Regions from separate parts of the Gossypium hirsutum genome. Here region 2 is linked to region 1. Evidence: chromatin contacts called from public Hi-C data. All regions are on one chromosome and are shown on one strand. Each heading gives the region's core, a stretch centred on a gene start, on an enhancer-like site or on the middle of the called end of the contact. The rest is flanking DNA. Distances are from core to core; before and after follow the strand shown. Region 1 has its middle 35 kb from the start of LOC107963391. Region 2 has its middle 8.9 kb from the start of LOC107961803.

Evidence for each region. A called contact is a pair of places that touch in the nucleus more often than the background predicts.
Region 2: a contact with region 1 is called in a Hi-C map of leaf, with 2.0 times the contacts expected there. The contact joins two enhancer-like sites.

The regions. Positions count from the first base shown.
Region 1 is chrA06:107,417,262-107,421,546 of Gossypium_hirsutum_v2.1, forward strand. No RefSeq gene overlaps it. Among protein-coding and RNA genes, the nearest start is that of LOC107963391, 35 kb to the left of the region's middle. Within about 2 kb of position 2,035, at least 8 of the 9 cell types and tissues checked have an H3K27ac peak or open chromatin away from gene starts, as enhancers often do. A contact at or near this core is called in leaf, where this site is marked.
Region 2 is chrA06:107,368,994-107,372,957 of Gossypium_hirsutum_v2.1, forward strand. No RefSeq gene overlaps it. Among protein-coding and RNA genes, the nearest start is that of LOC107961803, 8.9 kb to the right of the region's middle. Within about 2 kb of position 2,433, at least 9 of the 9 cell types and tissues checked have an H3K27ac peak or open chromatin away from gene starts, as enhancers often do. A contact at or near this core is called in leaf, where this site is marked.

The DNA.
Region 1 (4,285 bases), core at 785-3,284:
CCTGCACGTAAAATTTGCAAGTCAGTATGCGTGGTAGTAAACACATGGGAAGAGACACGGCCGTGTGTCTCAGTAGTGTGGAGGACACGGCCTCTAGCCACGGGCGTGTGCCTTAGCCGTGTACCCCTTATTGGATGCTGATGACTGCAACAGAATGTCAAGGTTTTTAGACACGAGCTAGGACATGGGCGTGTCATGGCCGTGTGAGGGACACGGGCTATAAACACGGCGTGTGTCAGGCCGTGTGAAAACCCTGTAGGTTCAAATTTAGAATTTAATTCACAAGGGCTCAGGGCACGGGCGTGTCCCCTTGTGCTTAGGCCATGTGAACCACATGGGCCATTAGCACGGCCATGTCATAATAGCCACACGGGCGTGTTGCCCTTCCACACGGGCGTGTACCCTGTTTCAAGGGTCATCTGTATTAAGTCGGTTTAAGGACCCGAGTTGATTGCGAACGGCTTCTAATGAATGTTTGAAACCTCGTAGGCCCATATTAAGGAGTTTAAACAAAGTTCGAAAAAGTTTTAAATTTGATCAAGTCTTGATGACTCGGAAATGTTTGAATGCATGTGTTTAAGTTTAGTAATGCCTTGTATTCCGTCCTGGCATAGGGCATGAGTGTGGAGTATTACAAATTTACCTTTCCATAGCCATTTAACCCATTTAACTAATAGATACCAACTTTTGCAACCTTTACGATTTAGTCTTTTTTACATAATTAACCATTTAAACTTTAAAATTTCTTAACGAAACTTTAATACGACCTTAAGATAATCCCACAGGCATTAAATAAATATTAAAAAAAACTCATTAGTTGGAATTGTGGTCCCGAAACCACTGTTTTTGACACCAATGAAATTGGGCTGTTACAAGGTAGAATTTCCTTTCAGAACCCGAATGCAAATGAATTGAAGATTACTACGGATAATCTTAACATATATTAAGTCCAATTTGACCCAAATACCTCTCGAAAAATTGATAGCTTTTACTCGGTGAAAATAATGAAAACCAAAGCTAGCTATAATCTTTTTTACTTTAAAGCCATTAACCTTCGTCTTCAATAAGTTAACAATATCAAGCTTATGTTTTCTACTGTACACAAGGAAAATGTGAGAAAATTTCAAACTAGCACATCCTTGACAATTCCAGGAGAAAACTATCAAATCCATAAAAAATAAAAATAGGATTGATACCAACCTTACTGCTTGGAGTTCCCCGACCCTGATGTATGATTTCCTTTGAAAGCCTCTAGCCCTTTGTCCATTTCCATGTCTAGTTGAGCATTAATTAACTCAACCATAGAGTTTAAAAATTCAGTCAAAGGAACTCGGGCAATAGCAACCAATTTAAACTTGTCCTCCCGATTACGGATGGTTTGATTGAGTTTTTTGCCATTTCGGCTCGAACCGCCTTTATCACCTGAACCTTAAGTTTTGAAAAAAGAAAAATTTTTCCCACTCTCGTCTGTTATATCATCCCCCAAAGCTTCTCCATTATTTGGATTAGCATTTTCCTTGAAGACAACAAATGAGTGTTTTCCTAGGTCAAGTTTAGAATTATATAAGACCACCATCTTCCCCTCCTATTCTTCAAAGGTTGGATTAAAGTGTGTAATGGTATTAAGGGATTCATTAGAAAAATTAGAACAATTAAAGAGGGCCTTTAATAAATTACCCAGCTGCCCATTAACGTCTAAATTTGCCACGTCCATGCCTGATTCATTTTGTCGCTCTTTTGGGTCAGAAATAATCACGACCCACCCCGAAATTTTTTTTAACTGAACTAATCCCACCAATACCTGGTCCCTACCCAACAATCAACAAAAAACCAATCTTAGCCTGCCGAATTGCTATGTCTAAAGTAGTGCTCCCAACGGTCCTCAAGCCCAAGTCTTAATCTCCCCCTTACTTTCCCCAAATTCAATATTCTCCATTGCCAAAAGCCCATTTTCCATATTAACCTGCACTGTTTTTTATGGGCCAAGTCCACCACCAACCTGATGCTGGTCCAACATTGTTATTCATTCCCTACAAGACCCACCAAGCCTTGGTCCATTTACTAACAGGCTCTGACCCACCCCACTTCTTGGCTCTTTCACAGACCCAACACCTCCATTATTTAAAATAGAGGCTCCTTTCCCCAAGGTTTTTGAAACAGATTTATTAAATCACCTGATTTTAGCTCCAGATTTACCCGACATTGCCTCATTTACAGCACCATTATCTTTCTCCAGATTTTCTAAATCATTTAGGGCCAGAAATCTCGATCCTGAACTTACTTTGTTTGAAACCCCTTCCCTTTGATTCCGCATTTTTTTCTGCCCCCGCCCATTTCTCCGCTCCACCACCATCCAAGGCTCGTACGTCGCCTCCTCATTACAGTTAACCGGCTCAGACGATCCCAAAGTCCCACTGGTTTTTTCCTTCACATTATTCGACTTCCCCACCGGTGCTGGGCACATCTCTTTCAAGTGTCCGTAATTGCCACACGAAAATCAAATGGTCGACAAAGTTTCATATTCTACCTGCTGTTATTCTCCTCTCACCCATATTCGAGACACCAATGATCTATCAAGATTTACGAAAAACAACCATTCTAGCAAAACAAGGTCTGATTTTGCTATCTACGTTGAAATCAAGCTGGGCTACCTTGCCCACCAAACCGCCAACTGCTTCCCGAATTCTCCTTTTATACATAAATTCTGGAAGACCCGATAATCTGATCCATGCCAGAACCACACTCGGGCAAGGTTTTTTGGAGTCGAAATATTTGGTCCATGGCTGCACAGTAAGGTATTGATCATAAATAATCCATGGTCCTTATGAAAGGAATTTGGTAAAATCTTCCATACACTGGAATTTTTCCAAAAAATACCCGTATTCAATGTCCATTAGGTGAATTGGTTTTGATGGTCGCCAAAGGCTACTGATCCGATTATGAAGGGTTGTGTATCCAATATTTCGCCTAGTAACTTTAGCGCAACCGTTGTCACCATTTCTTTAAAAAAGGATCTTTTGGATACGATGTGAGAATTCTATAGTTGGGATTCCATTGACCATAGTTTTATAACATCTTCTTCTAGAAACTCGATATCTTCAACACTATCACCTTTTGTACGTCTATTAACCTCCTCATGGTTAGAAAACCTTGTTCCAATCAACTTATGTTTCTAGGATACCTTTGGCCTCGGTTCCAAGTCCACGAACATATCAACATCCTCATCACCTTCACCATCTTTAAATCTAACTTTTTTCGTTTCCTAATCAAGAGACGATCGAGTTTCAGAAACCCTTTCTTCACTAAAAGGAAAGACCATTGTATTTTAGACAAGCCTAATATTTTTTTAAACATATAAGCTTAATATATAAATCCACTTAAAACCCAAAACAAAACTCATTTCTTTTAAATTCTATAATTAAATAAAAAATAAAAATAAATTCTAAATTTAATTTCAACAATCTGTCACGAGTTCATTGCTTATTTATTATTGTTGTTAAAATTTCAAGAGTTCAAATGTTTATCTCTCTTTTACTTATTATGTATTGTGTTCTATTATTATTATTGTTAAAACTTTTAAAGCTTTTGTTATTTTTTTCTCTCATTATACATTAAAAATTGTAAATTACAAATAATTTAATATTTGACTATAATCAGAGAAAATTAGGAATGATTAAATCAATGTTTAATTAGATTTTTAATAAGCATAAATATATTAATTGATATTTTATGTATAATTGAAAAAAAATAAAATTATCTAATAGTGTTTAAGAAACACAAAACAAAGATAGTTTTATTTAATTAAAATTGAAAATTCCAAATCCAAAGGCAATTTTGTCTAAATAAAGTCTAAAAGCTCAAAAACAATATGAAAATCCAAAATCCGAACTGACTTAGTACGTTCTGATTAACTAGTTTCTTATATTCATCAGTTTGATTTTTATTTGAAAAATAAAAAATTGAATACCTTGATCTAGTTAAAAAAATTGAACCGATCAATCTCACCTTTACCATTTATAATGTTCTTATGGTAATTTAAAGAAATATCCAGTAAATAAAAAGAATTTTTTTAGTCAAAATCAAGGTATCCATCATCGTGGATGCTCTCCAAATAGATAAGTAGTTAACCCTAAAATGTGCTTCATTCTATGGGTAAGAATTGAATCCCTAATCTCATTATTAAGAGATGGGATGAGATGAGTATTTTGATTTATATTTACTGCAATCATATATTAACCTTGAGAATTTGTTAAATCATTTTAATGTAAAATTAATTAGTTACCAT
Region 2 (3,964 bases), core at 1,183-3,682, 48 kb before region 1:
AGGAATTTTAACTAATCGAATTAAAAGTTAGTATAAGTGGTTCGATTCAAAAATCGAGTGGTTTATGAAAATGAAGTATTGGGACCTTGTTTCTGTAATTTAAGGCCGTAAATATTTTTATTAAATATTTATAGAATCGTATCATAGGTGTATTGAAGTCTGATCCGAAAATTTTTAATGATTTATAGTAAATAAAGGTAAAATGATTAAATTGTAAAAGAGGCAAAATTGAATTACTATATATTTAAAATACTATAGGGACCAAAATGGTGATTAAACCATGGCCAGAAAGTCCAAGCGGTGGTGACATGATTAAATCCACTAACTTTTGGGTTATTTATTCATTAAGTCCTAATTAGTTTAAGGTTAAATTGAAATAAAGTTTGTTTAGTAGGAATTTAAAATGATTGAAAGATCAATTGGGTAATCGGACCCTCATTAAATGGTCAAATGGTAGGAATGATGTGGAATTCTCTAGATTGGGGTAAATTGCACTTAAATCCTAATTGATTAATGAATTACTAATTAGTCTATTTTTCAGTATTATTGAAAATAGTGGTCTCGGGGCCACAACTCTACCGTGTCGATCCGTAATTATTTAATATTTATGTGGTCATTAGTTTCATGTTAAAATTTGGTTATGAAATTTTATCATTTAGATAGTTAATTAAATAAAAAGGACTAAGTGTAAAAGATGCAAAAGTTGATTTCTATTAATTAAAGGTACTAAATGGAAAAATTGAAGGTAAAGTAAGGGATCTAGTAAGTAAATATACCATGTGTGTATTAAGTGGACAGTAATGGGCTTGAAATTAGGAGATTTTATTTGTTTTAAAAGGGTAAATTTGTAAATAGTAAATTATAATGTATTATAATTCATAAAAAGATATGAATTGAGTTATCTTTTTCCTAGTTTCTTTTAGAGGAAGCTGAAACTCCATTGTTAAGGGTTGGGAGGCTTCAACCAAGCTTTAGTTCCTCGATTTAGTGAGTGAATCTTGCTCGTTACAACCACCAGATAGAAGGGTTGAGGCCAAGTTAATCAAAATGTTATCCTCAGAAATCTAATCCCATTCAAACCCTAAGGTCTGATCCTGATGATACTCCACTAAGTATATCAGCTGTGGGGTATGACTATAGCACTACCAGGAGGAAATGCACTGATATATAGGAGTCTAGAGTATCCACCACCCAATTTTTTCTTATCACTTCCAGCGACCTCGAGGATGTCGTCTAAGCAATAACCTCATAGGTTTTATCTTACCCTTGATTTTTTTGGAGCCTGGTTTTCATCCACCACTCAACCCCCTTCTTTTGTGTGGTGCTAAATGAATACGATATTGCACCAGGGCAGTTATCAGCCCTATCCTGGTAGACGCTGGTGGCGTTCTATATTAATTTCTGTATGCATAATGAGCCACCATTGTTGGGTGTTTTCCAAAAAATTTACCAACTAAAGGTAACACAATAGTCCCTTCCTCTGGAGAGTATCTGTGCATAGTATCAGCTAATAGATTCTCAAATTGCTTTGAAGTAATATAAATAATTTGGTAGAGGTTGTTTTAGTTAGAAACATATTCCATTTTTTTACAAGATTTAAGCCTAAATGGTTGCCAGCCAAATGATTCTATAATTTGGCTAGATGATTTCATCATGTCTTCTGCTTCTGTTGCTTGGCCTTACAACGCGGATGATGAATTGACACATGTACTAGTAAAGGGTATATGATAACATCCTTTCTACTTTTACAACATTTGTGGTCTTTGGCAATGCAACTGGAATATTTTAAGTAATCCTATTACAGCTTCTACTTCCTCTTCAGACAATACTAATTCTCATATTACTGGTGTAGGGTCTTCCTCACATTCATGCATTGTGCTTGCCTCAGCTTAAAGCATGGACATTACAACCATTTTTAATGAAGCTCAAACAAAGTAAGACTAATGTTGCTCTATCAAGAAAAACAACAACAAAGAAAACTAATAAGAGGCCCAGATTGGAGGAAAGTACCCAAGAGACCGGAAGTAGTGAATGTCCTCCCTTGACACGACATAGATCCGAAAAAGAGCCTGCCCTTATAGTCACTTGCACTTCTCTAGTTTTTGCCTTACCTGAAGCTCCAATACCACCAATGGAGCCTGTCCACAAAGTAGACTCCCTAATTCATATTTATGATCCTCTATTGATAGAGAATCTAACAAAAGCAACACCCCTAATTCAATTAGTAGTTTCTCTTAGCAATCCACAATACCATGTTTCTTTTAGTGAAGCAGAATGATTTTTCCCATGACGTGACCTATGAAAGTTAGGACCACCTTCTGTCTCTTTAAGTGTAATTTTTCAGCAGCAACAAAACTCCGTGCCCCGGCAGTTAAAAAAGGCTCTTACCTCTTACCTTTCTTCCAATCCTGATGAGTCTCCATTTTCCCTTTTGGAAAAGGCTTCATAAGCCTTATCTATAGACCATGGACTTTAGAGTTGGGCCCTCCAAGACGCAGTGATTAATACAATGATAAGATTTTAAATTTGGGGAAAGTTGTGAAAACTGACGAGGACTCTATGGCTAAACTACGCCAATATCATCAAGAATCCAATAACTTGATTAGAAGGCTTGATGTCTATGTCACGGATTTGAAGGGTAAATATAAATAGGCACAGACTGAGTGCGAGCAATCAAAGGAGGAAGCCACTCAACTGAAGGAAAAAGAATACACTTGGAAGGAAAAACTCAAAGCTCAGGAAGAATTCCATAAAGCAGAGTTGGAAAGTCTATGCCAATCCAACAAGGAAGCTTTTAGAAAATATCAAGAGGACATTAAAAAGAGCCTTAATGAGGCTTTGTTAAAATGGAGGTCCAACCTGATTCTGTAGACCCAAGTGGTTGCAGGTCTTCTTGATCTCAGTTGGGTAGAATTCAATTGTTTCAAGGACATCTCTACCGAGTCACTGAACTTTAATGTTTACTATCCTGAGGACGAAGTTTGGGAAACCTTTCAGAGAGAATGGAAACAATCAGTTGATTTTTTCATTCCTACAACGCCCAAAGTTTAAGACAATGAAGATGACTCAATAGATACAGAACAAGATCCTGAAGATCATCCTTCCATAGAAAATATCCTTACAGAGGCCACAAACTAACACATCAAGAGAGGAGACTAAAACTTTTTTTTCATTATGTCTTGTATTTTTCTCTCTTTGTAATATCCTTCAGATCCTTTTAACGAATAAATCTTTTTATTCCTCCACTATCTTTCTTATCACCTTAATGCTTACTAACATAACAAACATCTTTCATACAAGTATAAATTTCAACATACTTGAAGGACTAAGCTAGGCTTGGTGTACTATGCATACAGAGTTGACTCACTTATCAGCCAAAAGATTGGCTCAATCGAAAGCTCCGATACCAACTTATAACACCCTTAACCTAACCCCATTTCACAAGATTTGAATCTTGGGTGTTACTTCGCATAACTTAGCAAGATTTCAAAACAGTCAACTTGAGCTTATGACATTAAACATATTGTAACACGCCAACCCGACCCAATAATTGGATCCGAGTATGATGTGTCACAACTAAAATCAGACCAACTTCAAAGCATTTGACGGAAGCTTTATAAAATTTTACAAAGTTATAGATATAAAAATACAATGGTTGTTGCTTACTATAGTTTATTGCCATCATTAGTAGTTTAAGATAATGTACAAACAACTTGGCATATAAGTTTTTATTAAGTAAATTTCATTGAACAAAATATAATAATTCAAATCCAAGTATTAATATTTAAATAAAATCCCGTAAAAACAAAGTATTGTCAAAATAGAAGTTCTTAATACATATCATTTCCAAAATACAAACATACGCCACCCCAAAGAGTTATGCATGATATAGAATAAAATTGTCAGGTTACAATGGCAGCATCACTCTGGCGTAGTCCTTTTAACAAACAATCTTCCTTCAGTC